Linked DNA regions of Zea mays: region 1 is linked to region 2. The links are chromatin contacts, called in public Hi-C maps. All regions are on one chromosome and are shown on one strand. Each heading gives the region's core, a stretch centred on a gene start, on an enhancer-like site or on the middle of the called end of the contact. The rest is flanking DNA. Distances are from core to core; before and after follow the strand shown. Region 1 holds the start of LOC100273753 (Histone H2A). Region 2 holds the start of LOC103631751.

Region 1 (3,420 bases), core at 85-2,584, 160 kb before region 2:
CACGCATGCTCCACCTGACCGCAACGGCGATCATGAAGTCAAAGGAGCGATCACACGGCGTCAGCGACGGCGTCTGCTGTGACAAGCACCACCTGTTGTCACAGTTCGCGGCAGCTATGGAGGAAGACGAGGGGGTGAGCTCGACGATATCTTCCGGTCGCTGGTGGTGAAGCAAAGGTTCCTACGGGGACATCGTCGTAATCTTCGTGCTCGCCGAGAATTCTCGGCACTCCACGTCCTCCACGCTCACATTGTTCTTCTGCCTCCTCGACCCCTCGTTCCGCAGTTGCCGTTGCCAGGGAATGACGAGCATTCGCGCTCACCGCCGCGGGTAGAGACGACGAGCAGGTAGAGCGCCCGAGCGGGTATGCCGGGAGGAGAGCAGAGCCGCGGCGGTGAGGCACGACGAGGTGGAGCTGTGCAGCGTTTACGGTTAATAGCTTAAATAGCTGTCTACGACGTCAGAACGATAGCAAAAAAAAAGAACCAAACAATCGGATTCAATTGCAAGGTTCGACGTACTAATTTTACGAACCCGTTAATCACGATACCAGCAATCCAAAAAGCTCGCGGAATAGAGCTTAAATTAACAAGATAGAAGCATAGGTGAACAGGATGAGTTTACTAGAACTGTGCCAACATGCACTTAAACTCAGATTGCACAAGTACAGAACGAGATGGGACTGTAGTCAGGCAGAAGCAGCAGCACGGCCTTGATTCACTCCTTGGCGGTCTTGTTGATGAGCGACTTGTGGATGTGCGGGATGACGCCGCCCCCGGCGATGGTGCCCTTGATGAGGGTGTCGAGCTCCTCGTCCCCGCGGATGGCGAGCTGCAGGTGGCGCGGGGTGATGCGCTTGACCTTGAGGTCCTTGCTGGCGTTGCCGGCCAGCTCGAGGACCTCGGCGGTGAGGTACTCGAGGATGGCGGCGGAATAGACGGCGGCGGTGGCGCCGACGCGGCCGTGCGCAGAGGCACGCGACTTGAGCTGGCGGTGGATGCGACCCACCGGGAACTGCAAACAAGAAGCGCCAGTTTAAGTTAGCATCTGAGTAACATATGGCGTGCACAGATCGAGATGAAATTCGAAAGAAAAAGAAGCGAGAGGGTACCTGGAGGCCGGCGCGGGAAGAGCGCGACACGGGGGCCTTCTTCCTGTCCTTGTCCTTGTCGGTGCTCTTGGCCGCCGTCGTCTTGGCCGCCAGCAGACCCTTCCCTCCCTTACCCGCCATCGGCGCCGGAAACCTAGGCTGCAGCGGTCACTCGGGCTGGCGGCGGTGTGCTGCAAGGCTGAAGAGGCCGGCGGCGCGAGGGGCTCTGCTGCGTTTGGAGATTTTCTCCCGTCCCTGTTCAATGCGGGAGCAAAGGTCTTTAAACGCGCCACGCAGGGGAAAATTTTGGGTTGGGGTTTGAATCGGGTGGGCGCCGAGTCCCGATGGCGCGCGCGCGCCGGGTTTTCGTTCCCGGGCGCGAATTTTTTTGGGTGGCGCGAAAATTTTGCGTTTTCGCATACCAGGGTGACTGGGTGACCTGGGCTAGGCCGTAGCATTTTTGCTAATTTCCGGCTGGTGATATCTGGCCCACTAGTTGGCCTACCAGAGCCCAGACAGCCAGAGCAGGTCGAAACCTCGCGCTCGCAGTTGCAAAAACGGAACCCGGCCCGCCTGTGCTGTGGGCCGCCCATATGTAGGACGTAGGGCGCGGGAAGAACGCCACGTGGGAATATGTGAAATCCAAGGCACTGGTGGGTGCCCTGTAATAATTTTTATTGGATCATTGCAATTGAATTTCATTCTAATAATAATAATTTAGACACGTGTCAATTAAGCTAATATTATTTTATATAAAATATATTTGTATATTGTTATTAACAAGATATTCGAGATATTTATGTGCTACATTTTTACTATTTTTGAGTGAGTCGAATAGCGTCCTATAAGTTGTGGAGTAGAAATATATTCTACTAATACATAAAATCATTTCTCATATTGCACCCCATGAATTTAAGATAGTGTTATATCTGAACTGGAAAGTGGTGGAATATCAAAATCCAAGCTAAATAGATTAATTTATTAAGTAATTTCTGATTCCTCCAAAATGAATGGATCCAAGTGCCCCATTAGCCTATTTATCTAATTTACTTGAAATATTGCTCTTAGTCTAATTTACATCTTAAAAGAGCAATCAAGTGAAAAGGACTTTCTATCTTTTTCTCGCTTCAAACTTATTTTAGATTTGCGCTAACTCCTGACTTTGAACCAAGTTTGTGTTTTTTGTTGTATTTTTGCAGGATCTTCTATTCACCCCCTCTAGGTGCTTCCAATCCCTATAGATCTAATCGAGTAGATTGGGTTAGAAAAGGTGGAAAGAAAATATCATGAAGTATGTATGCCTATTACGTATAGATGTACTACTTTGTCGGGTGGATAGTGAGTCGTATCTAAACGTCATGTGAGCCGCATGAATGAATATTTATATCCCATAATGACACAAGTGTGCTTTGCTAAATTTCCTCCTTTCCACACACAACACACACATGTATATTGCCAGTTTGCATAGGGTATGTAGTGGTATATACAGCATACCCTATGGTTACCCCACCGCTAAACTATATGAACAACTTTATCTTCCTCTGCACGTAAGTTCCACGATATTAAGATTCTTCCTACATCCAAATTCTTCATGAATCCAGATTATCAGAAAAGCATGTCAAAAAATGAACCATATATATCGTTCGCATAGTGTTTTTGCCTTGTTAGGAACACAATTCCCATCATCTCAATTGCCCTTTGCTAGAAAAAAAATTGAGGACTAAAATGACCGCTCTCGTGCTTTACTCTTATGTCACTACAGGAAAACCTAGAAAAAACGTCGGCCAGGAATCGACATTCTTACTTTGATAGGACAATGTACTTATGATAAGAACGTTGGTTTACTGACGTTCTTAATCGACGTACAGAATTTGACGTACCTAGACGACTAAGAACGTTGGGGCTGACATACTTAAATTAAGTATGCCGGCCACTCTGAAACTGGCGCACTTAATGCCTTAAGTAAATCGGTTTTAACTAGCTGACGTACTTAAAGTCGAGCCACGTGGCAGATTGTTGGGGCTTCGTGGACGAGCCACGTGGCCATACGGACATTGGTCGACTGATGTACTTAAAGTGTAAAGAACATCGACGAGGTGGCTGGCGTTCTTAATCAGCCACCCGGCCATCCCTTGGCATTGCCACGTGGTCGTAAGAACATCTGTACGATCGATATTCGTAAATGATGTGGACACAAGCACTTGGCCGACGTTCTTATATGTTTTTTTAAATATAAACCCTGTTCTAGCTCCCTCATAGATGGAAGCCTCCAGAACAGGGTTTATATTTTAAAACTCGCATTATCACATAATCACATACATACAACGTC
Region 2 (3,243 bases), core at 669-3,168:
CCTCCATTCCCATGCACGAACGACGTCACTCTTCTTTATTTCAGTGTGACCCTTTGACAGCAGCCCTCACCTTGATGTTTCCAGATTTGATGAACGACCATGCTCCCACGTCCAGAACAGGGCTCTTGCCGGTGACGTTCTTGATCTCCAGCGGGCCTAGCTTGGGCCTCCTCAGCCCGTGCTTCTCGGTGTCACCCAGGACCATCCTCGCCACCAGGAGCAGGAGCCTGTCCACCATCTTGATCGGCAGCCATCGGAGCAGTTTCATGGCGATGCCGAACGTTGAGGCCCCGAACATCTCTCTCGGCAGAACGTGCACCTGTTTCGTTTCATAAGCACGACATACGATGCGCATTATTGGTCCATATATGATTAAGCTCCAGTACACAGTAGTAATAAAAGCCATACACACACACATATATAGAACCTATTCACTTCTTCATGGAATTATATATTAATGACTAGCAATGCAACATATTATATATAAATATCACAGTTCTATATAGCTAGAAAACTGAAAGGTTACTGCATTTTTTAAATTTCTTAAAAATAGATAGCGACTAGAGATATGACGTGATCAAGTAAGATAAATGGCAACAATGTATGTCGGAGTACATGAAACTCGGATCAACAAGTGTGTCCAACAGTATTATGTATATAGCAAGCTGATATATAATTAAGCAGCTAGTAGCTAGAGGATTAATATATATAGGAAGGAAGAAGATGGAAAAAGAGGGCTAGCTTAGCTGCTGGTAACTTACCCCGCTCCTGACGGACATGAAGGGCATGGCACCGTGCTCGCACAAGTCCAAGCACATCTCCATGCCGGAGTTGCCACAGCCCACGACCAGGACCCTCATGCCCTTGAACCTCTCCCCGCTCCTGTACGTGCTGGAGTGCAGCACCTCCCCGCCGAACCTCTCCCTCCCCTTCACCGTGGGCACCACCACCTCCGCGTTCTCCCCGCTGGCCACCACCAGCCACGGCGACACGTACTCGGTCTCAGTCGTCGTCTCCGCCGCCGCGCCGCCGCCCGCGGCAGTCGACGACGACGACACCGCCGTGACCCTCCAGAGCGACGCCTCCGCGTCGTACCGCGCGCAGGTCACCGTGCGCCCGAACAGCGGGGCCACGGCGAAGCGCGCGGCGTAGGAGCGGAGGTACCGGAGGAAGTCGTGCTTCGTCGGGTACGTGGGGAAGTCGGCCGGGAAGCGGGCGTGCGGGAGCTCGCAGAACACCTTGGGGAGGTGCAGCCGGAGCCGGTCGTACGTGCGGTTCGTCCACAGGTCGGCGATGCCGTCGGAACGCTCCAGCACCGTGAAGGGCACCGCGTGCCGGCTCAGCGTCGCCGCCACGGCCAGCCCGGACGGCCCCGCGCCGACGATGATGGGGCCACGCACCAAGCGCGCGGCGGCCGAGCTCTCCCGCCGCCTGCTAGGGCTGCCTGCACCACCTGCGTCGTCACCAGCAACTTGCCCCTGCATGGCGGCCGGCCGGTGCAACAAGCCAATACAAGCACCCCACCAATGAGCTAAAGCTTAGCTTATTAGCTACAGAATATATGTAGCTAGCTAGGCACACAACACCAAATGCAAGCCGTCTCTCAGCTCAGCTTAGCTCAGCTCTTGCAAGACGTATGTATTGCAAAGCACCGGCAACGGAAGCAAGCAGGTGATGCGATGGACGACGCAACACTAGCTAGCAGCTGACTCCTCCTAGTCATAGGAAAGGACGATGGACACCATCCGTTGCATCACACACACACTCCCTGTCTCGCTCAGCTCTGATGGATGAGAGGTAGCTCAAGGTATAGGCAACGTCTCTTTTTACCACTCCTCTTGCATGCACTACAGTGACAGCGGAAGCACGGAGGGGAGTTGAAAAAAAATGAAAAGGCCTAGTGAGCTCCTCAGGCTATACTAGCCGGCGAGGGTCCCTCTCCCCTATATATAAGGGGATGTGAAATGTAAAAGGACTGGTGGACTGCTTACATTGTAGGGCTTGTTCGGTTATTCCCAATACATATGGATAGGATGGGATTGGAAAAAATTGTGAAGAAGTTTGACTTGTTTGGGATTCAAACCCATCCAATCCCGCTCAATCCACATGGATTGAGAGCTAACCGAACAAGCCCGTACATGGACCATTTTTATCACCACTGTTGGAATGATTGCCACCAATCTTTCAAGGACCAAAAAAATAATAGTTTTTTCTCCTCTATTCTAGTAATATTTTGGGGGGTTTTTTCCCCCTAGCTAGAACTACAAGATGTGTGCTCCTCAGCAGGAACTCCTAGAACTCAGAGATCATCAAATCTGATATGAGATCCTGTCATGCAATGCACTGCATTTCGACAGGCTAATCGTGTAGGCGCCATTGCCAGCATATGCATGAACATTGTTTCCCGTGTAGTTTCCGCGGATCTTAAGACGGATCCTTCAAAGTGGTCCTTTGTCTCTGTTCATCCAACCATCATCCAACCAGTAATCACTAATCTCCTTGTTCTCTGAATGATAAGCATGGGTACTGCTGCCCCATATATATCCACACATGGGGCAGAAATTATATATACAGATGGGCTTTCTTCTGAATATATAGCAGAAAATTGCTGGCAGGTACAAGGTCCTGAACTGGGACATTCTGGGGTGCTTTGACAGACAGCCTACGTCAACCCGTTTGTTTAAAAATAAGATCCACAAGGATCTTCAGAGCTTACTTTATTAGCAGTCTATCACCTAGCTACTTAGAACCTACTAATTGCTAACTAATTTCACGTTTGGACTAATGAACCGGCTTAGTGGAGTAGGAAGCAGGGAGGAAAGGACACAGAGGGGAAGAAACCCAGATTCATTGTTGCAATTTGTAATGGTTTACTTTTGTAATTGACTAGTATGTATCATCAGATAGGGAAGAATCAGACAGGGAAGAAGTAAATGGAGCCTACTGAATCCCTGACACAGGTGATCATTATTAAAAGCTACAGATTCATTAGATGCTGTCTGGTTTAGGCCCCCTGCCTCCACTAAGTGTGACATAATCCAATTAACAAAATCATGTAATCAATACGTTGACATGGTGACAAATTCTACAATGCTAATCCATACATAGGTCGAGGACACTACAGCTACCCACAGATCTCACCAGCACATGGATGTTCACATTGAACACACGTTGCATGATGTGCAAGCAGAATTCAATAACAGAAGGGGCTGCTGCCCTATCTTAGTGAAATATTAGCTGTTC

What was found. Hi-C and Micro-C count contacts between places; a contact is called where the count stands out from the background.
Region 1: a Hi-C map of ear shows a contact between it and region 2, with 2.2 times the contacts expected there. The contact joins the promoter of LOC100273753 here to the promoter of LOC103631751 in region 2. A contact is called at or near these places in 6 of 25 Hi-C or Micro-C datasets (ear, endosperm, root tip and 2 more).

Annotation. Positions count from the first base shown.
Region 1 is chr1:12,916,190-12,919,609 of Zm-B73-REFERENCE-NAM-5.0, reverse strand. It overlaps LOC100273753 (Histone H2A), which reads right to left and starts at 1,334. Exons shown (of 2, transcript NM_001148161.1): 1 at 1,113-1,334; 2 at 484-1,015. The coding sequence starts at 1,232. The coding sequence ends at 719.
Region 2 is chr1:12,754,247-12,757,489 of Zm-B73-REFERENCE-NAM-5.0, reverse strand. It overlaps LOC103631751, which reads right to left and starts at 1,918. Exons shown (of 4, transcript XM_008653028.3): 1 at 762-1,918; 2 at 71-319. The coding sequence starts at 1,484.